2 separate regions of the Oryzias latipes genome follow, and region 1 is linked to region 2. Evidence: chromatin contacts called from public Hi-C data. All regions are on one chromosome and are shown on one strand. Each heading gives the region's core, a stretch centred on a gene start, on an enhancer-like site or on the middle of the called end of the contact. The rest is flanking DNA. Distances are from core to core; before and after follow the strand shown. Region 1 overlaps LOC101157754 (RNA binding protein fox-1 homolog 2). Region 2 holds the start of LOC101157754 (RNA binding protein fox-1 homolog 2).

The links. A called contact is a pair of places that touch in the nucleus more often than the background predicts.
Region 1: a contact with region 2 is called in a Hi-C map of fibroblasts, with 2.1 times the contacts expected there. The contact joins the enhancer-like site here to the promoter of LOC101157754 in region 2. A contact is called at or near these places in 2 of 5 Hi-C or Micro-C datasets (embryo and fibroblasts).

The regions. Positions count from the first base shown.
Region 1 is chr1:11,046,534-11,052,070 of ASM223467v1, reverse strand. LOC101157754 (RNA binding protein fox-1 homolog 2) reads right to left here. Exons shown (of 13, transcript XR_002873415.1): 4 at 4,280-4,441; 5 at 3,908-3,961; 6 at 3,703-3,795. Among protein-coding and RNA genes, the nearest start is that of LOC101158417, 19 kb to the left of the region's middle. Within about 2 kb of position 3,625, at least 2 of the 8 cell types and tissues checked have an H3K27ac peak or open chromatin away from gene starts, as enhancers often do. A contact at or near this core is called in embryo, where this site is marked.
Region 2 is chr1:11,006,056-11,012,026 of ASM223467v1, reverse strand. It overlaps LOC101157754 (RNA binding protein fox-1 homolog 2), which reads right to left and starts at 1,377. Exons shown (of 13, transcript XR_002873415.1): 1 at 362-1,377.

The DNA of each region.
Region 1 (5,537 bases), core at 2,376-4,875, 38 kb before region 2:
TTTTTTGAAAGATAAGATAAGAAAAAATAATAATAATAAAACAAGGATCCTGGTGAGTTGTCAGGCAGTTTTACACACAGACAATACAACCATCGGCACGCAGAATGAAGAATATGACATTTTTCAGTGCAAAGGCATTCCTAAAGAAATCCAAGACTATTACATTGCTTCTGAAAGAAAGTAGGGAAAAGAAGGTGAATTTAGCAGCATATTCATCATTTGAACACAATGCAAAAAAAAACAACATCTTAGTTTCTAAACACACACACAAAAAAAAACGAAAGACATACAACGAATCAGGAGCGCATCACATCACCAGAAGTGAGCAAAAGTAGCCAGTCAGCAAGCACCAGATGCAGCAGGAGACCAATCAAAAGAAGAAGAAAAAAAAAAGACTGGGGGGGGGGGGGTCCTCCCAATTAAGTTCATACAAAAGAAGGGGGAGGAAGAAGAGGGACAGAGGGATGCAGAAGGGAGTGCCAGTCCACATGAAGACGTAAAAAAACACAAACATGAGGTGGAAAAGAGAGAAAGAGGCTGAGAGTGAACGATCTATCTACGTGTGAAGTACCTCGAACAACATTCACGTTACATACGACATACATCTGAGCGTCCGCCTACACCGAAACTGACTGTACACAAGCAAGAGAGGAGAAACCATGAGTGGTGCGAGAATGAACGCAGAGAAGAAAGAGGCTGGATGGCAGAGAGAGAGAGAGACAGAGGATGGGGGGTGCAAGTGTCATTCCTCAAAAAGAAACAGATTTTTGACAACAAAAACATTTAAAACGTCAAATAAAGAAATCAAACCATGAGTGTGAAACACTGCCAAGCTTTTGAGATCAGTGTCACAGCATCCTACGGTACACAACCATTGAGAGACACGAACAATCCAAAGCTCAATCAAAAACAGGAAGCCTCAAAAGTCCAAAAAAAAAGCTACTAAAAATCCTACTTTTTTACTTTCCTTCATAAGTGGACGCTTAAATCTATGAACTGACAGCCCTTTAGACTGTCCATTCACATACGCAGCGCTAATTAGCACATTAGGTCGCGCAGCTGCACCTCAACAGTAGAGAGAAAAAGATCATCAAGCACCACAGCACGCCATGATTTACAGACACCTATTATCCCCTCTCCAGTAAAGCTAACATAGCACTCATGCTTCAGCATGCCGTCCCACTAAGGTGCAAGAATGCAGCTATTGGCCGACACATGACACAGAGAGATGACAGAGCACCGTATGGCGTCAAACAGATGACTGGAAAGAGAGTAAACCATGCAGGATACAGCTCTGGAATCAAATGCTGAATGCAGTTAGAGAGGTGATTGGAATGAGGTGGCAGACATATTTGTTGCACTTGCAGATAGATGCGGTACATTCAGTTACACGAGTGGCTTTACTTTAATGCCATGCGGTCAATGGCTAATCTCTTTAACGGCTTCATTCACCACCTCCCGAATCAATCCAAGGGATTAGCCAATCAGGTTCTACCAATCAAGTCAATCAGGCTTCCTCCGGCTAAGGGAGTCCCTCATTTGGGTGCAATTTATGTCGTTTGGACGGATGGGTGGGGGAGGGAGGGGTCATTCATTGATGATGCCATGTGTACACAACTTACCGTTGCCAGGGAAACGGCGTGAGGACACGCGAGCAGTTACCGTGGAGACTGACAACAACAACAACATACAAAAATCATCAGGGAAATAGAGAAAATATATGTAATAAAAAAACAAAAACAAAAAAACGATGAACTAGGAAAAGAAGAGAAAAAGGAAAACAAACAAAAGGAGGTAATGAGGAGCAACCCCCACCCTGTGGTAGAGAGGAAGTGATGTCACATGTCAACAGTCATCTACAGTGACTACAGACTTGAGCCACGACACAACAAGCCTCTAAAACACCGCTTTTGCTTAAAACAAAGACATTCAAATCTACGAACAATCCTAACTATTATTATGATAACGCAATGTTTATAAGCAAATATTGAATAAACGGAAGTGAAACTTTATTCCATTACGTTCCAGGAGAGGAAACTGGACAGAGAAATGTGGGAAGGATGTACAGCAAAGATGCAGGAGCACAGATGGACACAAACTGAGAGACAAACACACAGACTGGCCCGGTGAAGGGAGTGAAAAGAGATGAAAAATCGATTGAAAATCTATTTAAAATAAATAAAACAAAGCAAAAAGAGAGGTATCTGTGACAATATTCTCTTTCTCCACCCTCCGTACAGTTTTCTTTTTTTTTTCTTTTCTTAAATTGAATTTCTGCACACCCACAGGAAAACAGAGTTAGCTTAGGACATTCAGGAGCATGCAGGACAGCTGCAGCTGCAGGGAAAAAATAAAAAATGTGACTTTGTTCAAAGCTATGTTCACACTGGCCTCAGCAACGCACGTTCAAGTGAATACGTAAACCTGCGTTTCAGGCTTCTGCGCTCAAAACTCTCGCCTTCACGCCTCACTACGTGCCATTCGGACTCTACGCACAAAATTTGCTGCCATTAAACACTCTTTAAAAGTTAAATCAGATTGAATTGGTTTAGAAACCGTTTAAAAAATTGATCACAGAGGAGACATTAATGACTGTGGTTTGTGCCCAGCTGCAATAATATACCATCAAGTCTATCATATATTGGTATAGAACTGTGAAAGAAAACGCCTAGAGCAAGATTTGAGAGATCTGCATTGCTTCAACATTTTGCACCAAACTGTAGGTGGCGGACACGCTCTAGAAATACTAGAAAAGGAATATGAACCCCTCCCTACGTTTTTGCCCAGTGTGAACACCATGGGTGTGTTCAAAAACGTGCTTCCATTGGCGCGTTCTCGAGCGCACATCACATGTCTGGCGTGTACGGAGCTCCTGAGTCAGGAGCAATGGTGGAGGCAAGGCCATTTGCAACTGAAATCCAAATTATGCGGGGAAATGAAAAAATAAAAGCAAATCCATGAGATCTGGTGAAAAGTTTTAGAGTGGTGAATGCTTCTTTCAATTTTCTTTTTTTTCTTTTTTTTGATGATCCAAACTGCTTGTTTGAAGAATCATAAATGACAACACGCAGCAATCTCAAACCCTGGCTCCCATCATGCATCAGTGTGACACAACAAGCAACATACTGACTGTGAGGAAGCGGCGTAGTGTTCAGTAAAAGTGTGGAAAACTTTACAGCGACCTGACCTTTGGTTCCAACCATGCAGCATCCAAAAGCCTCTCACAGACACCAGAGGAGAACAACTGGGGCTTTGAACCGCCCCGTCCCACAAACATGAAGCAAAAAAATAGCCACTCATAATGGAATGGACAAAGAGATGGTGGGTATGGAAAAAGGTGCAGGAAAAGGGGCGGGGGGGGGGTCCTCCATGCTGTGACAGAAGCAGAAACATCAGCAACCGTGTTGTGACTTCTCCCCCCAGCCATGCCTGTTGTGTAGCCAATCCTCCCAGCAAGCTTTGCAAACCACACAGCTTATGCGATCGAGTTGCAATGGACAGCCCACCACATCATCAACAACAACAACAGCGGCAGGAAATGCCGTCAGAGGAGACGCCTGCGCGAGCGGCTTCTGCTGTGCCATGCTGTCGTGAAGCCACAGGGAGTCCAACCTTCTCACAGCCAAAGGCGCAGATTTGAAACGCGACGTTAGAGGGAGAGCAGAGGAGAAGATGGCCACCAGTTGGAGGGGGTTGCCTTACCTCAATTTTACGCCCTTCCACCAGGGTGCCGTGAAGCTTCTCTCTGGCTCTCTCCGCATCTGCGCTCGATTCGAATGTCACAAAACCAAAGCCCTGCAGGAGAGAGCACAAGAGAAAAATGGAGAAAGAATATTCCGGAAAGCAAAAGAAATGGTGGCAAAAAAAGAGATATAGGAGTGTTTTTTTCCCCCCTCCTCTGCCCTACCTTGGAGCCTCTCTCGTTAAAAATGATCTCCACGTCAAGGATTTTGCCAAATTGCTGCAATGACAGGAAAGATGAGAAAAATAAGGAGAGTTAACAGTCATTTAAGTCACATGGTCGCCACAGGGAGTCAGCGCTGTTCGAGCATGATTGGCTTGGCGGCAGGCCAGCTCTGGTGTTCTCCTTCATCTTCCTCGCTCTTTTCTCAGCACAGAATCATTCTCTTACAAAACAGCCGAGCACAGGGCCAAAGTTAAAAGTCTGAGCTTGTTCAAAACACTAAATCCACATCCTTGTTTTTCACGCATTTAAAAGATTTTTTTTTTTTTTTACAAAAAACAATTATTTCAAAAGTATTTTGCCATCCATCCGTACCCCAAACATCTGCCGCAGGTCAGGGTCACGGAAGCGGAAGGGGATGTTGGAGACATGTAGGCGTTTGGGGGTCCCTTTGGCATCGGAATCGTCCCCGGAGACCCCGCCCCCTCCTCCCGAGCCGACTCCAGACTGGCCGTCAATCTGAGAGGACCCATCTGACTGTAGACAGAGGACAAGCAGAGGGAAAAAAAATTATATTATTATATAAACCCATCTGAAAGCTTTAAATAGTTCTGTAGTAATTAGGCCCAATATAGATGAATTAGCTGCATGTTCCCTTGATTAATAATTATTCATATGCATGTTTTAATTGAGTGCATTCAAAGCATCTTTAAGGTAAACAGCAGGCAATAGATTACATTAACTTAATTGATTATGTAATCTACACAAACACAAAGGTAAAAATGACTCGGAGTGTGAAGGACAGCAGCATTGGGTTGACTGATTCTTTTGAAAACTGCCGTTTAGGACTCCGGCTAAATGTATTAAGATCGCTTTGCAAAAAGGAGTATACGTGAGTACAAGTACAGCAGGGATACTATAGAACACAGGGATCTGCGACCTGAGGCTCCAGAGAGACTCTTTGATCCTTCTTTGGCTTAAAAAAAAATGCTAACAATTAGAATAAATATTAAGCTAAGCACATAATCTTATCTTTTGCTGCACAACAGAGTTCCTAAAGTATAACATTTTGTTTACATGTAGATACAAAAATAAAATAGAGTTGGATTCTACACCGACGTATACTTATTTTTGATAGTTAAAAAATAGGAAAAGGATGACAGTACAACAAAGACACACAATAGAAAATGCCATGTTTGATTGCCTTTTTGATTCAATTAATTTCTGCTGAATCTGCTGCAGCGGGAAGATCATATTTATCATAGGATATACTTTATTTTGAAAGGAAGTAAGATGTGCTGCTGTCAAAGGTAAAGAAATTGAAACTGAAATTGTTTCATATAGATAATTGTGGCACTTTAATCACTGAATTATTGTAAATATTTAAATGCCATATATTATGAACGAATAGATTATTGCTACAAGTCATTAAAATTTATTTTTCTAAAAGGTTAAGTGGGACTTTGCAGCTCTTTCTGGGTTTTGGTCAATAAGAAACTGGACCAAATAGCTCTTTAGTGTTAAATGTTGCAGACTCCTGCTATAAACCATGTCTTTGTAGTGTAGAAAGTATATTAACTCAATACTTCTTCCAACAAAATATATAAACATACTGCCTCACTTTTAGTATAGA
Region 2 (5,971 bases), core at 128-2,627:
TTGCAGTTTAATGGAATGAAGATGGCGCTTCTGGTTACAGGATAAAGTAATTACTTGTCATAAAGCAGTATCTGCCATCATTTACTATCAGAATACAGTGTCATGAGTGAATGAAAGCAGTGATATTTCCTGCACATTAGGTGATGAAGAGGCCTGAGCTTTTGTTCTATAGGAAAGGCCCTTTTGCTGCAGTGCGCACACATGACACGCACGTATGGAGCCTAGATGGCAAGCAAAATAGATCATAAATCACGGGGGGGGGACCCCGAAACGTGTAGTGATTTATGATGCCTTATGCTTGCCATACTTGGTTGAGTTCAGACTAAAGGCACCGTGTGGAATCGTGTCCCCTGCTCCTCACCTGGCCGACCTCGCCGAGCCCTCCCGAGCCGTCGATGCGGGGGCGCTTGCACTCTGCCCCGCTGGAGTCCACCAGCGCGGCCGCCGTCTGCGCGTCTGGTTCCGGGTCCCCGCGCTTCATGCCCCGGACGGCTGCAGGAGCGCCGCCCGCGTTGGGATGCACCCCTGGCATGGTGTCCAGCTCTCTGTCCCGGTCCATGAGCGCCCGGGACACGGGCAGCATAATTGAAGCAACGTCGTTCGACATCAACATTGGAAAAACCCTATTTGTGCTGACGTTCCAGGCAAGAAAAAAAATAATTCGGAGATCACCCTCTGTGCTCAAATCCAGGCGGTGGAGGATTCAGGAAAGCGTCTTTAAGTGCCAAGTTCACGCGTAAACTAGGCCTTTGTATAATTCTGCCTTTAGGATCGCTCCCCTAAAAGACCAAAATATATATTCTCCTTTTGGTATTCTTCCCAAAACAATTCTGTCCATAAAAGATCAGGTTACTTTCAAACCAAAGGTCCCCCCACCCCCTGCTCCGCTGACTGTGTATTTATTTACTGCAGGGCTTCCTCAGAGGCCTACCTTATTTCTGACCATAACAAAACCAATTAAACAAACTGCGCGCGCAATAATGGCTCCTGAGCAACCCGGTCAGCCTCCATTCGCCCCGTTCCAAGAGAGCGCAACGCAACGGCAGCTCAAGACGAGCAGCCCCCCAACATGTCTTCCCTTTCGCCTTTTTTCCCCTTCCTATTAGCTTGTACCACAGAAAGAGGTTCACTGAAAGCCAATCCTCACCGGGAGCTCTGTCTTTCCATATTAGTCCGCAAGTCTGCGCAAAATAGAGAGAGAGAAGGGGGGGGGGGGAGTGCGCACCCCTCTTGGAAAAATAAAACAACCAACCAAATGGATGGACGCGCAGGCGGACGAAAGGGGTGCTGTGTTTCCTTCCTTCTCGATTATTTTCTTCCCTCTTTCCCGGTGGTGTGTTCATGTAAGCGTGTTACAGAAAGGAAACTGTCCTCCCTCCCTCCCTCCCTCCCTCCCTCCTCATTCTTCCTCCTCCCTTCTCCTCCTACTCTCTTGCTGTAGTCATTCCCCTCCTCCTATCTTCCGCTTCTTTCCCTTTGCGCGCTGAGGCAGGCGGCCATGCAGCGCAGCAGAGACACGCAGTGTGCCGCAGTGCTTCCATGCGCCTCACAGAAAGGGAGGTGTGCGTGTTTTGGGGAGGGAAAGTAAGGGGGGGGGGCGTAAAAACTGTCCGCTGCGTGCGCACCTGTCCGGTTTTTGTGCGCAGATTCACCAAAATCCCTCAAAGTTTTAGAGCTTTTTTTTCCTGCAGCACAACTGAAAGCTGAAGCAGACAGGCCTGACGTCCCCACACGAGCCAGCTGTGAGTCACGCCGGATAGAGAGCCTCGTTCTCCTTTGGCATTTTTATTTCTTGGATGACACCCAGTGGTCAAATGGCACCAGAAGCAGAGAAAAAAAAAAGCAAAATGAGCTTGATGTGCCAGAAATTATTTCTTCTGTTAAATGGACCATGAGAATTCTCTTTATGCCTTTTAGTCACAGTAAATCCCTATTGTTGGCTTGTTCAGTTTAACTAAGGCAGTTATTAAAAACACACTCCAAAATAATTGTGTTTCTGCTATTTTTGTTGATATGTTCTTGTAGCCTTTTTCGAATGGTAGAGGACTTTTATAAAGAAAATAAAGCTCATAGTTGCATTTTTGAGATCAGGAGCAGGAGACAAAAAAGCTACAGTCTACATGCCATAAGCTCCCCTCCATTCTGATCCATACAGTTCTAGATGACAACATCTGGCTCAAAACTGTACGACTGCATTGCTCCAAAACTGCTCGACATTTTTGCTGCACCAGTAATGTTTAGTTGGGGTTTTGGGGCCTATAAGCTCGGGGAGGAAAGAGTGTAAACAGATGGATGATGGGAAATGAGGGAAGGGTTACTCTGTGCCAAAAGCCCGACCTACAACTCTGAGGCAAATTTTTTAATAAACTCCTGCTGCTCTGCAGAAACTGTCCTAAAAAAAACATATTTAATTGTATTTTAGCTAAGAACGGCATAACAGTCATTATTTAAAAAGCCACTGGGATCGCTTTTACAATAGGATCAAGACACGATTGGAGTGAGACCAAGTGTGCAGAAGAATGGCACAGCACAAAAAAGTCCTTTCGTGCTGACGCCGGTTCATTCTGGTTGTCAGGATTGAAGTGAACAGCTGAGAATTTGACTAGGACAGTTGTGTGGAATGGCCTAGCCTAACACACTTTACCAACCCCCCTCCATTGTAGAAGCAGCGACACAGGAGGCAGAATTCTATTGGCTGTGCAGAAATTATAGTATACAGCACATAAGAGTGACATATAACATGCCAGCTGCCACGGTGATCATGGAGCACGGAAACTTTTTTTTTTTTTTAATAGGACATCCCTGTCAATAATGGTTTGGAAGTCTAAGTCAAGGTAAAGTAAATCCTGAAGGTGGTTGAGATTGAGTGTGCCAAGATCTTGAGTAACGTACAAATGGTTTAACCATTGACTTTATACAATAAATAGCCTGAGTGACCCCCCCCCCCCCCCCCACATTCCAAATAGGAAGTACCCACTGGTTCCAAGAAGACAAAATCCCATGGACTTCTATGGAGAAAAAACATATTTGTCAGCATAATCATTCTTGCTCCGTTACCTTTTTAACATGTTCTTGTGAATCCAATTTTTTAAAGTTATTAACTGACCAATCAGATGCCTCAATAAAAGCATGTGGTGCCCCAGCATTCCAAACGTTTGACAGATTTTGTGTAGCCTGCTTTTAAGTGGAAAGGGTATGAACTTTCAACAAGTCACTCATTCCTGACTGGCGAGAGTGGTTGCCATAGAAATAACAGACTGGACCAATCACTGCTTTCTGTGTGGCTCCAGCATGGCCACGTCAGTATTGCAAAAAAAGTAAAATAAAAAGGCGACTGAATTGTCTTCATTTCGCTGGAGCCAGAAGAGAGTTGTTTTCTGTGAATGACATCACACTTACTCATCCAGTTCTCAGAGTCAATTTGTTTAACCAAGTGGACATAGTAACAAAAGGGGGGTTGTTATGACACATAGGCCAATGCAAGTAGCAAACTCAAGGAGCACGAGAAATTTGAGGACACGAAGAGCTGGAAGAAATGTGAGTTCTGTGCCATTAAATCCAGAACTGAGAACATTGTGCAGAATCCTCAAAGATGCAGGCCTCTGGTAGAGGACCCAAGCTTAGTTGCAATAAATGTGCAAGTAGAGGTTTCTTTTTTAAATATAGTTTATTACACAGGGGTGCCCACACTTGTTTGGCATGCAAGCTACTTTTGAGATGACGAGCTCCAGAAAATCTACCCATCTAAACGCCCCTCTCACCTGGATTTACAAAGAACAACCAAAGTTCTACACAGCTGCCTTGTGAGCAGTGTTTCGGGAATAACAGTGTGCACGTGTACACTTTTAATGCAAACAGGAAGCTCCAAGGTTAGCTTGGGTGGGTGGGATTTTTCTTCTGCTGATCTGGGAGTTCAGACTTTACCCTTCAATGTCCTGTTTCAGAGGAAAACAAGACATTTGTTCTCTGAACAATGAAAGTGTCAAATAATATCACTTATACTCTACCAAATGACACCGCTTCTTCTGTTCACAAGGATAGCAATGCCAAACATTATCAAACTGCTGTGCAAAAATGAAAAAAAGTCAGTGTCGTTGGTTAAGTGAGATCAAGGCTTTGGTTGATGCATGTTTGAGGAGACCGGCCCTTTGGAGTGCAACAAGAAACCAGTTCAAATCAGAGAAGAGTGACACACACCCCACCCCACACCCACTCTTAGGACTATACTAGTGGGAAAACAATTCAGGGGTGCATCTGAATCTCCCCTCAAGGTTGCCGTCCATTTCTTTTTTCTTGACCTTCTGAAAACGTCAAGGGTGATTAAGAAAAACAGGAGATCTGTGCATTTACAAAAAACAACCCCTTCTTTTCCTGCAGCTACATAAACAATACAAGATTAGACTATCCAAATAAATGACTAAAAGAAACTATAAATGTACAATTATAGACACAACAAAGTGCACTTACCGCTACGTCAACCATCCATCCATCTTTCGCTCATCCGGGACCGAGTCGCAGGGGCAGCAGTCCAAGCAAAGATGCCCCGAATTCCCTCTTCCCAGCAACTTTCTCCAGCTCCTCTGAGGGGACCCTAAAGCGTTCCCTGGCCAGTCAAGATATGTCATCTTTCCAGCGTGTCCTCCTCCATCCAGTGACCCATACCCAGAACATTACCCGATGGAGGCGTCACCAGGAGTTTCACAATTAAATGAGTTAAACCAGAAGAACTTTACAACTCTTAAAAACTTTTTAAAATACATTTTCTTTCAAAATGAGCTAAACTATTTGCAACGGTGCTAAAACTGTTAGCAGCCTGTTACTCTGCCTTAGCCTCTTATGTACAAAGTAATACTACAAAAGTAGTTTTCTGATGGATTAATGAATACTGATGCAACAAAACTAGGATCTTGCAGCCTTCTTTGAGGACAATTCTTTCCTTTTCTCATGTGGACTCTTCAAATAAGTGTGAAAACTGCATTTAAAGAAGACAAAGAGGCTAGTGTGCTCTGAGTATTTTTGATTTGATCTGAAAATTCAGACCGAATACATTTTTAAAGAAGTAATAACAGATCAGTGAAATGTTAGTGCTTTTTATTTTCTGAAGTTTCGTAGTTTTTAGAAGCCTAAAATAAAAATACATACAGCTTCTACCAATTTTAATTAAATCCACACAAAGAAACTTGTCTTAATGCAACTTTCCTTTCTAAAGATAGCCATTAGATAGAAAGATTATCTTAAACAGTGTGTTTTATCAAACAGTGATTGAAAGTGCTCTGCTGTACGCCGTGGTGTGCTGGTGCAGCACAAGCAAGGAAAACCTGATTAAACAAGATCATCAGGAGGGCTAGCTTGGTTGTGGGACTAAAGCTGGCCACAGTGCAGGAGATGGCCGAACAACGGACATTTTCCAGACTTCAGGCAATCATGGACAACGTGACACACCCTCTGCATGAGGCCTTCAGTAAGAGGAAGAGCAGCTTCAGCAGCAGACTTCTATCCCAACGCTGCACCACAGACAGACTCAAAGTCTTGTCCCATGAGCCATCAGACTGGACAACACTGTTAAATAATAATAATGGATTAGATTTATCTGCGCTTTTCCAGACACTCCGAGCGCTTACATTGTGTCCATTATTCATTCACTCCTCATTCATACTTTGTGATGATAAGCTACGGTTGTAGCCACAGCTGCCCTGGGGCAGACTGGGGCGTGGCTGCCACTTCGCGCCTACGGCCCCTCTGACCATCACCGGGATCATTCATACATATTCACACACCAGTGGAGCCAGACTGGAGGCAAGGAGGGTGAAGTGTCTTGCCCAAGGACACAACAGTTGGCTGGAGGGAGGGGGGATTGAAACGCCGACCCTTCGATCATTGGACGACCTGCTCAACCGCCTGAGCCACTGACGCCACTCACTGTTGAGAGCTTTTACTTTATTTTTTGATTAGACTGAAATTCTGGGAAACT